Linked DNA regions of Zea mays: region 1 is linked to region 2. The links are chromatin contacts, called in public Hi-C maps. All regions are on one chromosome and are shown on one strand. Each heading gives the region's core, a stretch centred on a gene start, on an enhancer-like site or on the middle of the called end of the contact. The rest is flanking DNA. Distances are from core to core; before and after follow the strand shown. Region 1 holds the start of LOC103626030 (protein FAR1-RELATED SEQUENCE 5). Region 2 holds the start of LOC103626027 (probable WRKY transcription factor 2).

Evidence for each region. A called contact is a pair of places that touch in the nucleus more often than the background predicts.
Region 1: a contact with region 2 is called in a Hi-C map of ear, with 3 times the contacts expected there. The contact joins the promoter of LOC103626030 here to the promoter of LOC103626027 in region 2. A contact is called at or near these places in 7 of 25 Hi-C or Micro-C datasets (bundle sheath, ear, endosperm and 3 more).

Annotation. Positions count from the first base shown.
Region 1 is chr5:16,282,760-16,287,955 of Zm-B73-REFERENCE-NAM-5.0, forward strand. LOC103626030 (protein FAR1-RELATED SEQUENCE 5) reads right to left here and starts at 1,973. Exons shown (of 3, transcript XM_008646415.3): 1 at 1-1,973. The coding sequence starts at 1,544. It overlaps LOC103626031 (protein VAPYRIN), which reads right to left. Exons shown (of 1, transcript XM_008646416.3): 1 at 4,791-5,196. The coding sequence ends at 5,034.
Region 2 is chr5:16,025,049-16,030,507 of Zm-B73-REFERENCE-NAM-5.0, forward strand. It overlaps LOC103626027 (probable WRKY transcription factor 2), which reads left to right and starts at 2,378. Exons shown (of 3, transcript XM_008646410.2): 1 at 2,378-2,890; 2 at 3,412-3,594; 3 at 3,941-4,781. The coding sequence starts at 2,859. The coding sequence ends at 4,160.

The DNA of each region.
Region 1 (5,196 bases), core at 723-3,222, 260 kb after region 2:
TCTTTCTCGTAACAACAGTCTAAAGCTTTTTCGTACTGCTGAATGAATGACTGTGAATCAGTTTTGGCACTGATATAACCTTCAAACAACGAACTCCTGCTTGAACATTGCAGCTTTAATGACACATCCCCAAAGAATGTATCTCTCAGATATACGGGGACCCACTGATGGCGGCAGCTGTACATCAAGTCAATCCATTCACTTTTTTGAGAGCTGACCTTAGAAATTAATGCCTTCCAACTTGCTTCAAACTCATTGATTGTTTCAGACATGTTGATGCAATTGATAAAGTCCTCATGGAAGGATGGAAACACATCTAGGAGATATGACAGCTTATCTTGTGCTTCGTTCATGATGTGCCACTTACAGAACTGGAGCCTAGTTAGAGGAAATACTTTCAAAGCAGCTGACTTTAAAGCATTATCATGCTCCATGGTAAGAGAGGTAGGGTGCTGTCCAGACATTGCTAAGAGGAATGTCTCAAACAACCAAACAAATGATGTCTCATTGTTATGTGCCATGATGGCACAACCAAATAGGACTGGCTGGCAATGGTGATTAACTCCAGTAAAAGCAACAAGTAGAAGTTCATGCTTGCTCCTTTTGCAGTAGTCATCCAAGATGATGGCATCTCCAAAATCTTTGTATGCCGTCCTAGCCCTCGAATCGGCCCAAAACACATTCCCCACTGGACGCCCCTCAACAAATTGCATGGCATAAAAGAACGCTGGATCTTCAGCTTGCATGCGCTTGACATAATCCAAAATTACTCTAGTGTCATGCCCGATACCATCCGAAACATACTCAGGAACCACTTGAGCTATGCTTGTATGAGGAACAGGCGGTGTAAGAGGAGGTGGCGGTGGCTCAATTGCCAGAGGCAAACTGCCATTTCGATGGCCCCCAAAAGGCCGCTGCTTTCCACACTCTGACAGTGGCTTGTGCGGGCGCAGACAGTGTGCCTGGTTCGCAGGGACCAGGGGGTGGTTATGTGCAGTCTCCAGCTTGGTCACACTCCAGCGGCCATTGTCCTGCTTCTTCACCCGGATCATGGCCTTGCAGCCAACCCTGGTGACAGCCCGCGTCCGCCGACCCCTCCCACTATCGTCGTCGCCAGCGTCTACGGCATCACCACGTGAAACCTCATTCTTCCCGCGGTAGGTGCGGAATCCCTCCTTGGCGCAGACGAACTGGCGGGACATGACGGAGCCGTTCCGTCGCGACCTGTGCATGACGCTAATCCGGGTGCTGAAGCCCACGCGGTGGGCGTAGACGTTGTAGAACGTCCAGGCCTCCTCCTCGTCGTCGAACTCCATGCCCTCGAAAGGGTCGACCCCGTCGTAGGCGCCGGCGCGCGCGGCGTACGCTGACGCGGAGACCGAGGCCGATGCGGACGCCGAGCTCGCCGGAGCCGAGGCCCCGGCCGAGCCGCTCCCGGCGTCCACCTCCATCTCTGCGCCGTAACCGACGCTGTCGTTGTCGCCGTCTCCCATTTCGCTGTCGGGCGACCCCTGCTCGCTGCCCGCCCCCCTCTCCGTGTCCATGGCCGCCGCGGCGAGGCCGAGGGCGGCCGGTCACTAAAGGCAGCTCCCCGAGATCAATCCGTCAAGCCAGTGGCATCTCCATCTCCAGCCAAGACACGTACATCCGCCCACCAGCTAACGCTCGGGCGGGGAGGTACAAAAAAAAAGTAAAATGGGTCGAGGCGATCCACGCGGCGGGCGAGCTCGAGGATGGATAAGGGGAGCAGAGATAGGCGGAGGAGATGGTAAAAAGGGGGATGCGCGAGGGAGGCGGGGGCGGTGCTCCGGCGAGGGGGGCGGTGCTCCGGCGAGGTGCGGGACGGGAGGAGGCGAGGGACGATGGGTGGGGTGAGAGGGGGGCGGACCGCGGAGAGGGGTTGGGGGAGCGTGACTGGACGAAGGGGCGTTCTGGGGTTTGACCGGGCGCACCGGATCAGCGGGAGGGTCCGTGTCCGGCTCGCTAGGGTTTGTTTGCTTTTGCGCCGGCCGCCGGGACCGGATGCGAGTGGGGCCGCGCGCTGCTTGGGTTTGTTCCGTGGCCCACCGCGATTGCCTGTACTTTGACGGCAGCTGGGTGGAATGGATCATCGGATGGTGATCAAAAAGGCCCAAAATAGGGCTTCGTACTTTTTTTCCCGATTTTATTTGCGAAAAAAGGTTTGGTTGCCACTAACCAGTTGATTTGAACGGCATGTTTTTTCTTATTAGGTATAAACTGTACTTTTTGCGCGTTGTTATTACTCTCTCCGTTCTAAAATATAGTTCTTTCTAGCCTATTTTTTCATCCACATTCATTCAAATGATAATAAATTTAAAAAATATGAAAATTACATACATATGTTATTTAATGAATATGTGATTAATCTAAAACGAATATTTTGGGACATAGGGGGTACTTCTCACCTGGTCCCCTAATAAGAACTTGAACTGGAATTTGAGTGGCCAGCCGATCCTGCAATCATCCACGACAATCTCTGTCTTCATCTCTATCTCTACTATATTAAAATATTAGTTTTTATGGTTCCACGATTCCACTGCCATTGTTCTATCTCACATTTAAATACTAAAATTATGCATAAATGAGGATTTGAACCATGTTTGTTGATTTCAAACCTATATTCACACTCACCTAGCCAACAAAACACATATCTCTTTGTGTTTTATATTCTTAAACATAAATAGAAATTGCAGCAACATACGAGCACTTTTGCTAGTCAACCGCTACCGCAAAGCTTCCACTCGCACTTCTCTCCTCTTCTCTATTGTAAGTCTATCTCCGGCAGCTATTTCATCATCTCTTCTTTTAAATTTCACTTTGTAAACACTACGGTCTATAGTGCAAAACAGTGTTTTGCACGACCATGCACAATTTGTTGGCCATAGCCTAAAGCACTAGTTTTCACTGTCACTGTATGTCAACACTCTAAAAAACTTTTTTTAATCAACATGTGGTCCAAGCCTCCTCATTTTGGCTCCCTCCCCTCTGCGACCACATGGACGACTGCTTCTCCCCATCCTTCCTCCTCCTGCCCCGCTACGACAAGGGTAGACATCACAAACCATTAGTCCGACGTGCGAGGCCAAGACATCGGCGGTGCGCAGTCGAAGGCGGGAGTCACGCCTCCTCAACCAATGGATCGTGCAGCAGGGCAAGAAGGTGCTCTCCTCCATGGAGCACGAGGTCGAGTGCTGCAACCATGAGGCCCAGTTCCTCGCGCTCGGTTTGTCAAATCATTCTCTGTTGAGTTGAGTCCTCGCCAAAGGTGCCGTGTCGTATAGTACTTCTCCAGGTGCGCTATAGTACTTCTCTAGTTATAGGTGATAGGTGCATGGCTTCCGCTCATAAAGAATGAGTGAGACCGGCGCTCAATCAATCAACCACCAGTAGATGATAAAGGAAAAAGGGGTTCATCAATGAGAGGCGCATGAGATTCTGTATTGGCCAACTCTTTCTAACTATCACTAGGTCGAATACTCTGATTCTCTGTGGACGCGTGCCTCTACCCGATATCCACTCTCGATCCCTCCTTCTTCCTCTCCTTGTCGTTCGTCGTGATGCCATCGCACCTGCACACACCCCTCCCCAAATGCGCCCTTCTTGCTCCTCTACGTGTGGCATGAGCTTGAGAAACATCACGCTGATGACACCCACCCCTTCGACTGTGGGACCTCTCTGGACATCACCAACCATGACCGTGACCACGTACGCTAGATCATGCACCGCCACAGACACCATTGATGGTTCAACCACCATCGTCGCCATGTGTGCCGTTGCAACAGATGGGTATTATACCAATTATCTTTGAAAAAATTGAAGCTCCATTCTCCGCTTGAAACTCATCGGGCGCCATCCTCGTCAATTGCATTCCTCCTCGCATGTCGTATGGACCACCGCTGTCGCGCTCCTCCGCATATGTGCATCCTCTTGTGACCCTGTTGCCTTCTATCGCTTCGTCCGATAATCCCAAACGCGTCGACGTGTGGGTTTTGTATTGCTCTTTGCCCCGTGCCTCCCTCCTTGTCCCTCCAACATCTTGCAGAAAATGGATTTTCTTTACGAAGCGTGAAAAAAGGAAGGTATTTTTTCACTTCGACTCAAAAACGGTACACACAATTATTTCACATTGCATAAAGAAATATAGTATACAATGCAACTGAACACAACACACAATTGTATTTACATAAAGCAAGATGCTTTATAATGTATTTGCACCATGCTCCATCAAGTTTATATGTCCATCACTACTCCATCAAGAGGTAAATGATTCGATTTGATCTTATGCCTCTTTTACTTGTTGTCTAATGGGTAGATTAAAGGCTGCATAGGGGGTTTGATCGGTTCTTACCTTAACCAAAGGTTCTAGCAACTAGGGTTTAGATTCAAAATTAGATTCGACCAAACCTTCTATGCAACCTTCCTATAGGTCCTTTGGTTCAAGTACGACGGGAGCATATGCATACCAAAGTTAGATTCAAAATTAAATTACTGTCTAAATACGGGAACCTGCTGGAGACCAAGCTACTTCTTACTCTCTATACCTATTTTTCGACTTCCTAAATATAAATTTAGGGGGCTTTTTCTAGAGAACTAATGGCGTTGCTCTTAGTGAGTTGTTAGCGAGATGCTAGATTTGAAGGGTAAATGAGGTTGAAGAAGTAACTAAATTTAACAAGTTCATTTGAAGAATTATTAGAGAATGATTTTTTGTTTACTTCTTAAATTTAAGATTTTGAGAGTTATTTAGAGAACTACTAGAGTTGCTCTAATATTATCAAGTCGTCAACTACAACCATTGCCATCATTGTATACAGTGTGATACAACAAAGTGAAAAAAGAAGAAAAGTCTACTTTTGGGGAATATCTTTTTACAAGTATACCACATATATTACTCGTCTGTAACTTCAAAACAAATATATGAATTATCGCCTCCTCCAAAACTAATCACAATTTGGAACGAATCCACCTTGATGGTCAGCTGCTTCTTGGGCTCTTGGCAGTGGGGCAGTGGGCTAGTGTGACCACCCAAAGGTAACCACGGCAGCTTCGAATCCCTCCTTCCCACCACCAAACCTTATGGCGCCACTGCTCCCCTTCCGCCCTCTCTGTTTCCTGTCCATGCTACCGCCCTTCGCCACCTTCTCGGTAACATCCTGTTTCCTCCCTATGACGCTT
Region 2 (5,459 bases), core at 1,128-3,627:
AAAATGAGCTAACAGCTTCAGCTGTCTCCGAATGTATGGCTAGGGGTGAAAACGGGACGGATACTAGGTCATCTCATATCCTATCCTAATACAATTTTCTCGGATACAGGATCGGATACGGATAGTTAAAATCCGGGACGGATACAGGATGAGATCGGGTAATAAATAGAGTGGGTAAGAAACGGATATCGGATATTACCCGGATAGATAACGGATATTAGTCGGATAGTCCGTCCTGATGAAAAAGCCAAATATTGACAAAATAGACACATACAATTCAAGTTACTAACCACAAGTTCATTATAGAACTAAAAACACAATTTCAAAAAAAATCAGCAGCATATCCCCTCTTTTAGGCATACTCCACAAGTCCACAGGTATATAACAAATAGTAGATATTTCACACAGGTGATATGATTTACATCTTGATATGATTTACATCTATGGTGCTGTCAATTCCTAAATAAAATAAGAGATTCTCAGTTACATGAAAACTGATTTACATCCTCCATCTCAGTGACATAAACACCTGACTAAACAAAATAAGAGATGCTCGGCAGTCCAGTCGTCCTCGTTCGGGCCTCCGCCTGGCCGCTGGTGCCTGGCGGCTAGGGCTAGCTACGGCCGTGCGGGTGCGGCGCCTGTCTCCGTGTGAGTCCGTGGTCGGCTGGTCGCGTGGTCGTCTGAAGTCTGAACGACGAACAGATGGTCGGATGGGCTGGCCGGGGCTGGCTGGCTGACTGGGCCTGTTTAGTTTGCATGTGGTGGGCCGACTAGACTTCAAAATTAAAACGAGCAGGCACTAGAAAATTGAAACGCACGCTGGAACAACGCACAGGCACAACACACGCAGGAACGGAAGCGTAACCGGGTACCCGTATCCTACCCGTACTTCTCGGGTATTTGCCGGATAGTGATTATCCTGTATCCTACACATATCCGACTGATACATATCCAGGTAGTATCCATATCCGACCCGTATACAAAATTACCCGTATCCGGTACCCGAAAAACAGGGTATTTTAAGTACCCATATCCGGTACCTGCCGGGTAATCCCGTCCCGTTTTCACCCCTATGTATGGCAGGATTATTGCCTACCATACATAAAGACTTGAGCACGTCAATCGGCCCCCCGTAGCAGAAAGGAGAGATCCACCAGGTCAGCTTCCGTCTCGTCCTTGTATAGGTAGGCAGTGCTACATGGGCAGGCAGAAGAGAGATCGACCAATAAAGAGTCCTCCCTCCTCCGGCACCCATATATAAACAAACTACTAAAAAAATTCAAATCCCCTCTAGTTTCGGAGGACATTTGAGTTTCCAAATTAGCATCTTCAATCCCTTAGGATTGAGAAAAATTAGGCTCCTTTAATTTCGAAGAAGATTTAAGTTTTTAGACTAGCATCTTTAATCCCCTCTAATCATAGAATGGATTTAATTTTCTAGTGTTAGTTTGAAAACCCAAATCCTCTCTAGGATCGAGGGGAGATTGGGCCCCTCTAATCTTAGAGGAGATTTGATTTTCTAAATTAACATCTATAATTTTCCAAACTAGCCCCCACGCCAATGAAAATGACATTTCTAGAAATCAATCACACTACTCACGCTGCTTCTTTTCTTTTCCCAGCGCATCCGTTCTTAATAATTAGGCGATGCCTCAAACCAGAGTATAGTCTTGGCTCATCCCCAGCGCGTCTCTCATCCGCATCCAGATCCTCCTCAGCCACCACCGCGCGCCACTGTCGTCGCATCGGAACGGACCATTGTGCCCATGAACATTACGAGCACGCCGATGCATGGGCCACATCACAGCAGGGGCGCATATAGGCCAGGGCGACAAATAGTTTTAATTGGCATCCCAGCATGTATTACCATTATCAGATGACGATGTTATTTTCATACAACAAAAAAGATCGGTTTATTTTTACGTACCACGCTTTTATTTCGTCTGTACAGTTCCTGTTCCCCATAGGAGTGTTTTTTTCCTTTTGGGGCAATTACTTTTTTTTTACCGCTGGCTAATAAAGGCAAAAGGTTCAGTAGGGCTCCTCTCCTGTTCTCTCAAAAAAATAAAGGCAAAAGGAAACGAGGCAGCAGCAGCTTCTTGGAACAATACCACGCAACACGAGGAACTGTCACTGACGTAAGACAAGTGACGTCAGCCACGCATCCGTGCCCATCCTTAGAATACGGCTAATGATGAGATTATGCGGGTAACCAATCGGACGGTTAGTGACTAAAGGGACTAATATCCAGTTGTAACTTTTTGTTGCAAATATTAGGCCTTGTTCGGTTAGCTCTCAATCCATGTGGATCGAGTGAGTTTAAATCTCAAACGAGTTAAATTTCTTCTTAATTTTTTTTTAAAATCTCATCCAATTTATGGGTAACAGGATTAACCGAACAAGTTCTTAGTTGTGTATCTTATTTCCACGTACACCTAGTTGCTTGGGTTGAGCTGAGGTGGATTGAAGTGGTTCGAGAGAGCTTTGAGAGGGATTTTGATCTATTGTGGATTTAGGCACTATTGACAGATCACAGTGTAAGGAGTATAAGGAGATGATGAGATCACAGTGTTTTTCTGGTTCGATCAAAAGTGCATGGCGAAGTTGGGTAGGACAGCATGTGAAACCCAAAAGTTCTGCCATCCCGTCTTGACAGAAGTTGACGTCGCATCTAAGAAGGTTCAATTCGGTTGACTAAGCCTTGATAATAAATATACCACCCAAAGAGCTTTCTCGTCACTGCTCTCCCGGCCCTCTCTAGTCTCAACGTTTCATTCCTTGAGCTTTGCGATGACATGGGAGCAGCGTTAGGGCGCAGGACGTAGACGACGACGTACGGTCACCGGCCGGCATCCATGGACGATTCAAGCTCACAGCCAGCCACAATGTATGCATCTCTCTCTCTCTCTCGTTCGTTGGCAATCATCAAAAGAATGGTTTTATTCTTCTTTCTATGATGTTTTGATGCGTTTGCCTAAAACGGGACCACACTCGGTTTATTATTGGTTGACAACTTATCATACCTTTGGTTCTCATGCAGCATGGTTCGTTATTATTGTTTTTTTTTTTTTTGTCAAATTCTCATGCAGCAACATGGAGATGTATATATATTGTCGTCCACAAACAGATGTCGTTCAAGTTCATGATATATGTATGCGTGGCCTAATACTATATATGAACTATATATAGACTCACTTTCCTATGTATACGTCTCAAATATCATCCCTGGCTGCTTGGAGCAAATAAATAGATCTAAGTATGAACCGCCTAGTTTACGCTGCTATATACTACTAGTTCTGCATCACTGTAGACGAAGCGGATTATAAAGTAATTAAGCACCCAACAGATAGGTTAGGTTCTCGACGACGACGATTTATGCGTAGCTAACGTTTCTAGCCACAACTGTAGTGATGCATGCAGAGTGAGCGGAGGAGAAGAGAGAAACCAAAGGAGGGAGGAGGACGACGACGAGGAGACGGCGGCGGCGGAGGCAGAGGCCGGCAACGGCAGCCAGCTGATGGTGGTGCCCGAGGACGGGTACGAGTGGAAGAAGTACGGCCAGAAGTTCATCAAGAACATCCAGAAAATCAGGTACTTTCTCCCTTCGATCCATTTCCATGTAGTTAGTGCAACTTTGACTATATATATAGCTGTCCACGCATCTTATTCGTTCGTTCCGATCCTGTGCATCAAATCGTTTTAATTGAGTCGATGTGACGCCCATCGATCACCCACCGTGCATGCAATGCTCTGCTGCTTGATCTTATCGTCACGAGAAGAAGAATCAACCGAAGAAGAGTCCTCGCTCTATTAATCACGGTCAACCAGCAAATAATGCCGGCCGGCCGGGCGAGCAAATTGCACACAGAACTGATGGTGGGCGTGGCGTGTGGGTGGGTCCATGCATGTGTCATGTGTGTATGGTCCAATGGCGCAGGAGCTACTTCCGGTGCCGGCACAGGCTGTGCGGCGCCAAGAAGAAGGTGGAGTGGCACCCGCGCGACCCCAGCGCGGCCCTCCGCGTCGTCTACGATGGCGCGCACCAGCACGGCGCCGCGCCGCCGGCGGCTCCGGAGCAGGGCGGCGGCGGCGGCGCCTCCAACAGATACGAGCTGGGCGCGCAGTACTTCGGCGCCGGGCCGGCCGGGTCAGGGTGACACCTGACAACGCGAGGAGGAAGGCCGGCCGGCGTCGCGCCACGCATGCATCAGTTCTGGCTGCCGCTGCTTCCAGGTTCCATCTCTTTCGCTGCGCAACGGACGACGGCGGCGGCAGGTGGCTGGTGCTGCCGGTGCCGGTTGACGCCTTGCGCCGGCGCAACGTGATGTTGAGTGCGGATTGGCTGTTGCTGCACGCTCCGATCAACTCTGTTATTGTCCTAGTAATTAGGACGATGGCGCATATGGTTTTTTTATGCATCAAAAATAAAATACTCTCTCTATCCCAAATCAAAATTCTTTTTTAGATAATTAATAAATCCATACAGTAATTGTTTTATATATGTGTCTAGATTCATCTTCTTATATTTTTGGACTGAGGTTTGGAAGTGGGAACTAGCACAGCCGCTATTATGTTTTGTTTTTGCAATCCTAATCTGAAAAGTGAACATCAACCTCAAGGATAGGGATGGCAACGGGTTTAAAACCCGTAGGTATAGAGATTACAAACCCGTATCTACAAGATTAATGTTAAACCCGTACCCGCACCTGTTACCCGCAACGGGTAGCGTATGTTACCCAAACCCGCTACCCGCGGGTTTATGGCACCCGCGGGCACAATGCCCACAAGTTGTCATATTATATATATACATACATATACATACATACATACATACATACATACATACATACATACATATATATATATATATATATATATATATATATATATATATATATATATATATATATATATATATATACACACACGCGCGGGTTTGCGGGCACGGGTACAACATTTTCATACCCACAAGAAAAAACCCGTTGGGTTGAGAATCAAACTCGTACCCGTACCCACGGGTATAAACTCACACCCAAACCCGCACACTATAGGGTTTTTACCCGCGGACACGCGGGTAAAATATGCCCGTTGCCATCCCTACTCAAGGACAACATTGTGCTAGCGGTGGAAAACCTCCCGAGTTGTTTTCGAGTGGAAAACCTCAAGGACAACATCGCCTCTCGACTGAATGCGACACTTCAAAGGTAGCTTTGTCAGTGGGATAAGCCTAATCCGTTTAACACTTCAATCATTTGCAGAGAGCAAGGCGTCAATCAGTAGTGAGTGCCTCAAGAAGCTAACGTATGCCGACAACTTTATCACTGCAGCTGCAGGATAGATATGCGCAACCCAGCAACTCGTCAACGTCGATTTCATTGCATACGAAAGTGTTTTCGAGCGAGGCAGGCATGTGGCTGCGCCATGAGCCCAGGAACATCATGTTCGCTGAGCATTCT